Regions from separate parts of the Capra hircus genome. Here region 1 is linked to region 2. The links are chromatin contacts, called in public Hi-C maps. All regions are on one chromosome and are shown on one strand. Each heading gives the region's core, a stretch centred on a gene start, on an enhancer-like site or on the middle of the called end of the contact. The rest is flanking DNA. Distances are from core to core; before and after follow the strand shown.

Region 1 (5,575 bases), core at 1,440-3,939, 240 kb before region 2:
CAAATAACATTTACCCAAATGAACAAGGGTGGACTTTGTTTAGATCCATATTAGGAGAAACCAGATGTAAAAACAGATACTTGGGACAATCCAGTAGAAATTTAAATACCAATATCACATGATATTAGCATCGCATAGAGCTGATTTTTTAGAGGCAGTTAGTGAGAAACTTATAGGTGAAACGACATTATGACTGGAATTTGCCTTAAAAAGAACTCTAGCCCCAATGCACACACACAAAGCAAAGGGGCTGTATGAAATAAGATGAGCAAATGTTGATAACTGTCAAAGCTGAGTAAGGGGCCCAGAAGATTTCATAATATACTTTATTTGTGCCTTTTTGAAAATGTCCACAATGAAACATTTTTTGTAATGGAAAAAGCAAATGTGCATTAAAAAAACATGTCTTACAGAAGACAAACTTATAGTTACCAAAGAGGAAGATAGGGGAGGAAAAATTAGGAGTTCGGGAATAGCAGATGCAAACTACTATATATAAAATAGACAAACAACAAGGTTCTAAGGTATAGCACAGGTGATTATATTCAATATCTTGTAGGGACTTTCCTGATGGTGCAGTGATTGAGATTCTGAGCTTCCATTGAGGGGGCCTGGGTTCCATTCCTGGTCAGGGAACAAGATCCTACATGCTGCAACTAAACATTTCCATGCCCCAACTAAAAAGATCCTTCATGCCACAACTAAGACAAATAAATAAAGAGCTTGTAATAACCTATGATGGAAAAGAATATGAAAATGAGTATATGTATATGTACAACTGAATCACTTTGCTGTACACCAGAAACTAACACGACATGGTAAATATACTTCAATTTAAAAAAATATATATCTTGCAAGAACACAAAATAATACATTCTAAATTCATTTAATGGTTGCCTACGAGGGCTTCCCTTGCGGCTCAGCTGTAAAGAATCTGCCTGCAATGCGGGAGACCTGGCTTCGATCCCTGGGTTGGGATGATCCCCTGGAGAAGGGAACGGCTACCCATTTCAGTATTCTAGCCTGGAGAATTCCATGGACTGTATAGTCCATGGGGTTGCAAAGAGTCGGACACGACTGAGCGACTTTCATTTTCAAAAAGTGAGGGAAAGCGAAGGGGAGGTAAAAGGGAATAGATAAGAATAGGGAAATAGATGGGGGAGAAGATGGGATGGTATGGTTAGAGCTATGAGGAGAAACAGTATAAAAACACAGGAGGAAAGGATGGTGAACGAACGAAAAATTTTAGAGGGGTGCAAACTGTTAAGAGGATATTAGTTTTGGTAACCTCAGAAAACTTGCGCAATTGGAGAGGAAGATAGAACCCAAAACACAGGCATAAAGGTGGGCAACAGCAGGTTCACACTGTTTGCAAAAATCCACCCTGAAACACTGGGAAGAAATCCAAGTTAGAAAAACTAATAGCAAAGATGAGTAAAAACTATTTCAGAAATGGGCAAAGGGGTCCCTCGCTGGTGTTTTAAAAGTCTGACTATAGAGAGAAACTGGGAAATGACCAAGAGAAGAAGGGAATGGGAGGGTTAAATAGAATTAGGTGGGAGATAAGCATGAGTGTTATCAGAACTGGGACAGTGCCTCTTCTGAAATTGGTGGACAACAAAGAATTCAGTAAAAGAAATGTAACCAAGTAGCTGAAGAGGAAGAGGACGGCATGCAGAGTTTGTGCCTGATAGTATCAGAAAAGATACCAAGGAGGAATGGTGATGGACCAAACATCCTGGCATGCTCTACTTGGAGATAAGCTAAGTCCATCAATCTCCATAAACGTCTATTCTTTGTCCAAAGGTGACAGTGAGTGATAAACCCCCTTAGTAACTTCCTTTTTGCCAGCAGGAGGTGCCCTTGGACCACAGTTGAATTCTGAAAGCTGGAAAATGCCCTGGTCAGTTGCCCTGTCCTCCAGCAGCTTGGTCTGGAGGTGGAGACCCTGGCCTGTCCCCAAAACAAGAAACCTCTCTGGTCCTCTACACCAAGCATTCGTTGGTGTGCTCCCAAGAATCGGGAACTGTTAAGGACATATAATTAGAGCTTAATTCTCTAGCTAGGGAGAGAAAACCAGCCTTCGTGTATATGTGACAAACAAAACCCAACTGATTTGAGTGTAACCTGGATAGAATGCCTCTACGAGCTATCTCAGCTCTGCCATCTTCGGTTCTGTTTCCTCACCAATGAAGTACATGTTTTCAATTAAAATATTTTGAATTATGTTATAAAGCGCTACCAAAAAAAAATAAAAGGCCAGGTTTGCTTGAAATGTGGCCCACCTGTATTCCTAAAATGTTGCCCCAAGCTACCGTAGGGGCTGGCCGATTGCTAAGAAAACCCGCTTTTCGGGGACTCAGTGGGATAACCCTTTGTCATCAGCAGCGGCCGTCCTTCCCCACCTCCGCCCCCCGACACTGCCCAATAGCACGATCCATTGTGAATGGATCCATTATGATCCACTGTGACTCCCGGGCTTCCGATTTCACCAAGGCAGTGGTTGCGTCCAGAGCCTTCTGACGCGTGAGCGCCGACCCCCACCCACACCACCGTCCAAGGTGTTGATTGGCTAGCCGGGCCAGGGGGCGGGCTGACCTCCGCTCCGCCGCGCCGACAACAGCGGGCCCCGCCCCCTATCGGGGCGACTGGGAGCCGAGCCCGGGGCAGCCATTTGTACGCGGCCGCGGGATTGGTCGCCTGGCTCCCGCGAGGGTGAGGAGGGGGTGGGCAGCGCGCACTCGCGCGTGCGTCAGGTGGCGCGCGAGAAAGGCCCGGTCGCGCCGAGGTTTGAGCGGCCGTCGCCATTTTGTAGGGTTCTCTCTGACGCGGGAGCCGCCGCCAGCGCTGCTGCCACCCGGAGGTGCGCAAGGTATCCGTGGGCGTGTGGGGAGCCCGAGAGCCGGGCCGGCCTGGCCTCTGGCGGACGGGGATGGCCCAGGGTTTGGGTTTCTTCTCTTGGGGCGGGAAGTCCGGGGAAGACAACGGGAGGAGGCGGGGCCGGGTCTCCGGAGGGGGCGGGGCAGGGGTCGAGTCGAGTCTTTGTTGGGGAAAAGGCACTGGAGTTGGGTCGCCAGGGCGGGGGTGGGGGTCCCAATTGGGGCAAAGGGGGCCTTTTTATTCGTAAAAGTATTTTGAACGGTGATGCTTCACGGAAGAGAGGTACACAGATTTCCCTCCAAAACCTTGTTACCAGGGACAGTTAGATATATGCCTCTTCCCCCTCGTTTGGATTCTTCTCTTACTTGCCCCCGAACAGGAGTATTTCAAGCTAATCCTGTTACTGAAAGGGCGCCTTATTTCACGAGGGACTATGCAGTGCATGCTGGCAACCGATCCGTTCGCGTGTTACACACAGCTTACACTACTCCTTAAGAGCTAACCTTTCTCCCGCTACTGAAAAAAGAAGGAGCGTCTGTGAGAGCATCTTGAAGGTGCCAAGAACTTGGGAGGATTAATCCGAAATGCAGTGCATTGAAACTTTCGCCTCTAACTTCTGAAAATCTCCTTTCTTCTCTTTCAGGCTCTTGTCAGAATGGTGAAGCTGTTCATCGGAAACCTGCCCCGGGAGGCCACAGAGCAGGAGATCCGCTCGCTCTTCGAGCAGTATGGGAAGGTGCTGGAATGTGACATCATTAAGAACTACGGCTTTGTGCACATAGAGGACAAGACGGCGGCCGAGGATGCCATCCGCAACCTGCACCACTACAAGCTGCACGGGGTGAACATCAACGTGGAAGCCAGCAAGAATAAGAGCAAAGCTTCAACCAAGTTGCATGTAGGCAACATCAGTCCTACCTGTACCAACCAAGAGCTCCGGGCCAAGTTTGAGGAGTACGGTCCAGTCATCGAATGTGACATCGTGAAAGATTATGCCTTTGTACACATGGAGCGGGCTGAGGATGCAGTGGAGGCCATCAGGGGCCTTGACAACACAGAGTTTCAAGGTGAACTGCTCTGGGGCTTGGGTGGCAAAACCGAGTGGGGTCTAGGTGTAGACAAGAACAGAGGACCATGGGGCTGGCAGGGTGATGTCTTCCGTTCCACTTGAGCTGGAGATAATAGAACGAGTGTATGTTTACCATGCTTAAACACAACTCTTGGAGAAGCACACACTTCTCCTTTTCAGATTTGCCAAGATGTTTCTCAACAACTTTGTAGAATCACAAACGGTAGGTCACTTTTTCCTGCAAGTGTCATTCATTTGGGTGCTGTAGGAAGTTTAATCTGCAAATGGGAGAAGAGGATAAAGGTCTGTGGCTTACTTGCTGCTTTTGTTATGATGAGGAAGCCTTATATATTTGAGAGTTTAAATGCATAGGGTTTATACTCCTTACTGCCCTGGGCAATGGGCCGTGGTGGGAAAGAACACAGACATCTTTAAGAATCTCTGTATTGTAAATCTGGGTGGTGAATCTGATTTTGGGGGATTATCTTTTGAGTATGTGATGAACTATATAAGCAGAGCCAAAAACTGCTATGTATTCTGCTCCACATACTATTATTTAATCTTAAAGGGAAAAAAGGACATTTCTAAAAATGTTAGGTTGAATGGGAATTATGGTTCTGCTTCTGAGGAGATTCCGATTAGGGTGTCATATCAAATTATTTATATCATTAATAAAAGTACATACGTTGTCATTAGTACTACAGGAGGTTGAAGACCCTCTGGAACTGTGCTGATATGGTAGCCACTAGCCCCATGTGGCTATCAAATTGAAATTAAATAAATTTTAAAGTTCACTTTCTGAGTTGTGCTGCACACATTTCAAGTACTCAGAAGTCATACAGGCTAGTAGTGACTGTATCAGTGCAGATACAGAACATTTACATCATCACAGGAAGTTCTGTTGTACGGCGCTGTTCTACAAGCTTTTTGTTGATAGTGTTGTCTTAGACCACATGTTTACATCCACTTTTCAGGTTTATAAATTAAGATCATTTTTTTCTCTGAGTACCATTAAAAGGGTTGTAAAGACGTACTTAAGGGTCCTCTACTAAACCTAGAAAACAGAACAGAAATGGAGAAGAGGAAAAGTTGACCAGAAAAGGGTAAGAAAGTCTGCAGATAGTAGAGATTGCAAATAATGCATCAGATATTTCCAGCTTCAGCCAGTGGTGTCCTGGCTTTTAGCTGCTCATTAAAGCACGGGGCAAAAACTGTAGAGACTTGCTACCATTTATTTGTCATATGAGCTTGGACAAGTGTTTTAACCTCTTTGTGCTTCATTTTCCCCACTTGTAAAGTAGAGTTATAATGGTCCCTGCCGTACCTCCCTCACAGGATGGTAGTGAGGCTAGAATGAGGTGATAGATGTGAAAGTGCTTTGGCAGTAAAAGCACTGTGTGATAAAAGGTGAGTGGTGTTTGCAACAACAGATGTTTCTGTGATGGTTAGAAACTTCTTTAAAATGTAATACCTTTCCTCATTTATATTTGGTTTTCTTTTATTATTTTGGAAAGCTGTTGCGCTTCAGATACCTTTAAAAATACCCTGAATTATTTTCATTGGATGAAGGAGGGCATCATGAATGGACAGTGTTGGAGGAAATGGGAGTTCTCTCTTGATAGGTAA
Region 2 (5,336 bases), core at 1,990-4,489:
ATGCATCTTGTAACATGAGAGTTTATGGATTTGACACTTCAGTTCAGTTCAGTTCAGTCGCTCAGTCGTGTCCAACTCTTTGCAACCCCATGAATCGCAGCACTCCTCCCTGCAGCCAGGCCTCCCTGTCCATCACCAACTCCGAGTTCACTCAGACTCACATCCATCGAGTCAGTGATGCCATCCAGCCATCTCATCCTTAGTCGTCCCCTTCTCCTCCTGCCCCCAATCCCTCCCAGCATCAGAGTCTTTTCCAATGAGTCAACTCTTCGCATGAAGTGGCCAAAGTACTGGAGTTTCAGCTTTAGCATCATTCCTTCCAAAGAAATCCCAGGGTTGATCTCCTTCAGAATGGACTGGTTGGATCTCCTTGCAGTCCAAGGGACTCTCAAGAGTCTTCTCCAACACCACAGTTCAAAAGCATCAGTTCTTCAGTGCTCACCCTTACCTATGCCTTACATACCTAATCATGTGTTAGCTCATTCACACACCTCACAGGGGCCCAGTGACACCCAGGCTATTGTTATTTCCTCTGGAACCTGGGCTCAGCAGAAAGCAAGTCTGCAGGGAGTGTCCCATGAAGTCTCAGGAGAAACTGATGGGATTCAAGGCTGGGGTGACCACGGAAGAGCAGTAGGTCTGGGCCCAGGCCAGTGGCAGCAGAGAAGCCCTAGGAGCAATCAGGAGACCACCCCAGAGCGGAAAGAATGATGACCCCCACCCCCTGGAAACCTGGAACTGCAGGGAGTTGGTCAAACCATGGCAAGAAGCGGGTAGCAGCAGTTATGGTCTATTGACAGAGAAGCTTCTGGAACCAGGAAAAGATGAGCCCTAGATGAATGGGGAGGGGACACCAGAAAGCTTTAGGAGAAAGGACCACCTTGTTGAGGAGAAGGCTCCTGACTCACCCAGTGCAGACAAGGGTGGGCTGGAGGAGCCTTCTCCAAGGATTCGAAGGTCTGGGATGAATTGGAGGTGGGCTCAGTGTAGATCTCAGTGGATCATGTTTGATGCAGGGGAAAGAGTCCTGGACAGGAGGGTCTAGAGACATGGGTTCAGTCCTAGCTCCATCACCAGCCTACTGGGGTGTTATATATGCCCCATTAGTTCCCCTATTTGCAAAATGACAGGTGAGTGGGTTGAACCCCTTGGCTTGGAAGGGCCTTCCCATCTCTGGCACTCTGAGCATCTCTGGGCCAAGGGCCCAGCTGGCCGGTGCCTCTCTGGCTTTACAAGTCCAATGCTGCTGCCCTGAGACACAGCTTCAGGTGGGGATGAGCCCATGTGCCCAGGGCCAGGGTCTGAGTGGACCTGATGTCTCCCAGAGGACTGAGTCCTTGGCCCTGGATGATCAGGGCCATGCTGGGCCCTGCAGACCTGGCCCCTGTGGATATAGCGGGGCAAGGGAGGTGGACCCAAGTACTGGTATGGTTTTCCTTCTTCAAACCCAATCCACCAGGGGCCATTCTCACAGGCCTGTGCTAAGAGCACCAGGGGACTCACCGTTGGGGGATCCGATAGGTTCCAAGGGGTGTAAAACAGACCCCAGGTCATCCTTGGGTGGTCAGCACAGCCTGTGGTTGAAGCAACTACTTCCGGTGTTGTTTAGCTTTAGTCTGGTGGGAGGAAGAAAGTTCCCCTAGAAGTGTCCCGCAGGCCATCACGGAGAGTGTCCACAACCTGGCAAGGGACCCTGCTCAGAGGATCCCAGGCCCAGGCTCAGAGGGCCCCTCAGAGATCATCCCCCTGGAGCAACTCAGGCCTCATGCAGAGAATGGAGTAGCCTGAGTGACACAGCCCATCCTTGGGAGCCTGAACCAGGAACCTGAGTCACAGCACAATGACCTTCCGAGCACCTCTCAAAGGCTGGTCTCTGAGATCAAGGCAGAGAGAGAGAGAGCCTGGGTCAGGAGGCAGGGTTCTGGGTCTTAGTCTCAACAGCACACTGACTTGCTGCGTGACCTTGGCAAATAACATCTCTTGGAGGGCTGCCTCAGTTTCCCCTTCTGTGCATTGAAGGTGTGGCCCTGACAACGGATGCCCCTTGGAATAACCATTTAAGTCCAGGGCTAACTTCTCCAGAACATGAACCTCTTTCCTTTGCCAGACTTGGTGCCCGCTATAGGGCTGGATCATACCCACCTTTGGGTCCCCAGCCCTGGTCCAGAGTAGGGGCCCAGAGATGTCTGGAACCTATGCAGTTTCATGCATACTTGGACATGGTCAAGTACTTCACAGCTGTCTTCAGTGAGTCGTGGTCAAACACCCCTGCAGGGGTTGCAGAGAGAATGTAGGCATCATCAGGATTGGGTGGGAGGAGTTCAAAGAGCTGGGTCCACAGGGCTCTGGCGACCCCAGCCAGAGCCTGCAGGCCACGCCTCCACCCAGAAGCCAGCTGTAAGCAGTATGGAGAAGGCCTGGCTCCAGAAAGTTCCAAAGAGCTGGTGGGTTTCCAGAAGCTTCTGATGGCAGTAGATGTTTGTAAGCAGCCACCTGGTTATTTGGTCATGGAGTCCACAGGATCCAGAAGCTTGTCCAAAGTAATCATCCATCCAGAAAGTCTACCTAGGTCTGGACTCTGCTGGGAAAACGAAGCAGCTGATGCTACTGCCGTGAGATTCGTCTGTTCCCTCGGTTGGGTACAGGGCAGGAACTGGAGACTGGCACACCATGCCAGCTGTTTTCAACATTAAGCCCCAGGGAAAACGACTTTGGCTAGGAAGTCACCATCCCTGGGCTCTGGCCCATGTCATCCAGGAACATGCCATGTGACCTTGGGCAAGTCTCTACACTTCCCTGGGCCTATTTCTCTTTCAGTTTAATGAGAGGGTTGGAGAAACTGCTGAGGGTCCTTCCAGCTAGGATCCTAACCTGACCCCAGGCTGTCCCCAAGGAGAAAAAGACTAAGGAAGGCAGCTGGAGGGAGCATGGGTCTTCAGAGACCCAGGGTGGCCCAGCCAGCAGCGAAGTCCTCACCTGGCATTTTCACTCAGTGGCCTTGTCCAGAGAGGATCCTCATACGCTCTAGGCCTGGCGTTTTCTTTCCTTCCAAGGCTCCTATGGAAGGAGAGTCTGCCTGTTGGAGGGAGATGGAGAGTGGAGGGGCGGGGCGGGAGGGGAGAGGCAAGGGCAGGCCCTCCTTTCTCCAAGGTTGGAATGTCCCCAAAGTGGGTTGAGGGCGCTAAGATTGGGGAGGGGGTGGGGCACGGCCCCTGAGGCTCCCCGGGCCCAGGCCCCGGGGCTCATGGCTCGGGGGCGGGGGCAGTTCTCGGGCTCTGGCTGAGCCGCCACTCCGCCGGTTGCCTTTAAAAGGCGCCAGCGCGCGCGCATCAGCAGAAGGGCTGCGGCTCTCTTCCAAAATAGGCAAGAACTGGGAGGCCGCGAGAGATGAGCTGCGAGCATCGCAGACGTCACCCGGGGCCTCCCTCCCCACCGCCTGCATCAGGTCTCCATGGCAACGGCGTGCCGCGGCCGCAGATGAATGAGCTACAGCGAAGTAGGGAGGAGCGCGCGCACTCGGTCTCTCAGGCGTCCAGGCGGAGAAACTGCGCCAGGAATGGGGCTGCAGACCCGGCGCGGGGAGGAAGGGGGCGCCCTCGTATTCAAACGACTCCAAGACCCATTCATTCCCTACTGATTCTACTATGTCTTGGGAACGCGGGCTCTACTCAGTCCATTCAGGGACCTCTGATCCTTTGGTTCAGACGTCCTAGGCTCCCAGGGTTCCCCTTTACCCTCATCTACCCTCTCACTCCGTCACCTCTCTTCTGCGCCCCAAACTCTGCGGAAAATCGGACATCGTGTGGCTTAGCGCCACCGCGTGGCGGGTAATGTCGCTGCGTCTGGCGTGCTGTGGCTGGGGTCTCGCCGTCTATGTCGCCCTCTGCCGTTTGTGAGGGGAAGAGCATAAAAGATCTCAGTCTTCAAGACCCCAGTGAAGCCACTACAGAGAACAGCGTGGAGTAACTATGGAGAATAGTATGGAGACTTCTTTAAAAACTAGGAATAAAATGACCATCTGACCCAGAAATCTCACTACTGGGCTATACCCTGGGAATCGCAATTCTGAAAGACACGTGCACCCCAATGTTCATTGCAGCATTATTTACAATAGCCAGGACACGGAAGCAATCTAGATGTCCATCAACAGATGAATGGATAAAGAAGTTGTAGTACATATACGCGAGGGAATATTGCTCAGTCATAAAAGCAATGAATTCGAATCAGTTCTAGCGAGGTGGATGAAGCTAGAGCCTGTTATACAGAGTGAAGTAGGTCAGAAGAGAAAAACAGATATCGTATATTAACAGATATCGTATATGTGGAATCTAGAAAAATGGTACTGATGAACCTATTTGCAGGGCAGGAATAGAGACTCAGATATAGAGAACAGATTTATGCACGCAGCCGGGGAAGGAGAGAGTGGGACAAATGGACAGAGTACTAGCGAAACATACAATATGTAAAACAAATGAAGTGAAGTGGAAGTCACGCAGTCGTGTCCAACTCTTTATGACGCTATGGATTATATAGCCCATGGAATTCTCCAGGCCAGAATGGGTAGCCTTTCCCTTCTCCAGGGGATCTTCCCAGCCCAGGGATTGAAGCCAGGTCTCCCGCATTGCAGGTGGATTCTTTACCAGCTGAGCCACAAGAAAGTGAAAGTGTTAGTCGCTCAGTCATGCCTGACTATGACCCCATGGATTGCAGCCCACCAAGCTCCTCTGTCCGTGGGATTTTCCAGGTGAGGATACTGGACTGGGTAGCCATTTCCTTCTCCAGGGGATTTTACCGACCCAGGGATTGAACTCAGGTCTCCTACAGGCAGATTCTTTACTTACTGAGCTACCAGGAAGCCCATAAGGGAAGCCCAAAAATGGATAACCAGTGGGAATTTGCTGTATGACACAGACAGCTCAACCCGTGCTTTGCAACAACCTGGAGAAGTGGGAGGTGAGAGGGAGGTTCAAGAGGCCGGGGATATGTGTATACCTATGGCTATTGGAGAAGGAAATGGCAACCCACTCCAGTATTCTTGCCTGGAGAATCCCAGGGACAGAGGAGCCTGGTGGGCTGCCTGCCGTCTATGGGGTCACAAAGAGTCGGACATGACTGAAGCGACTTAGCAGCAGCAGCAGCATGGCTGATTCATGTTGATGGCAGAAACCAACACAACATTGTAAAGCAATTATCCTCCAGTTACAAATAAATTAAAAAATAATTAACCATGGAAGAAAGCATGGTAGAGTGATGAGGAAATAAAAGCTCAGATTCAACACACCCAAAATAAGATCCCAGTAAACAATGGAGGTCACCATTATCTTCATTACCTCCAC

The links. A called contact is a pair of places that touch in the nucleus more often than the background predicts.
Region 1: a Hi-C map of blood shows a contact between it and region 2, with 5 times the contacts expected there. The contact joins the promoter of LOC102180196 here to the enhancer-like site in region 2. A contact is called at or near these places in 2 of 5 Hi-C or Micro-C datasets (both in blood).

The regions. Positions count from the first base shown.
Region 1 is chr29:45,088,275-45,093,849 of ARS1.2, reverse strand. It overlaps LOC102180196 (RNA-binding protein 4B), which reads left to right and starts at 2,689. Exons shown (of 3, transcript XM_018043083.1): 1 at 2,689-2,863; 2 at 3,524-3,947. The coding sequence starts at 3,536.
Region 2 is chr29:44,851,539-44,856,874 of ARS1.2, reverse strand. No RefSeq gene overlaps it. Among named protein-coding and RNA genes, the nearest start is that of NPAS4, 11 kb to the left of the region's middle. Within about 2 kb of position 3,239, at least 1 of the 5 cell types and tissues checked has an H3K27ac peak or open chromatin away from gene starts, as enhancers often do.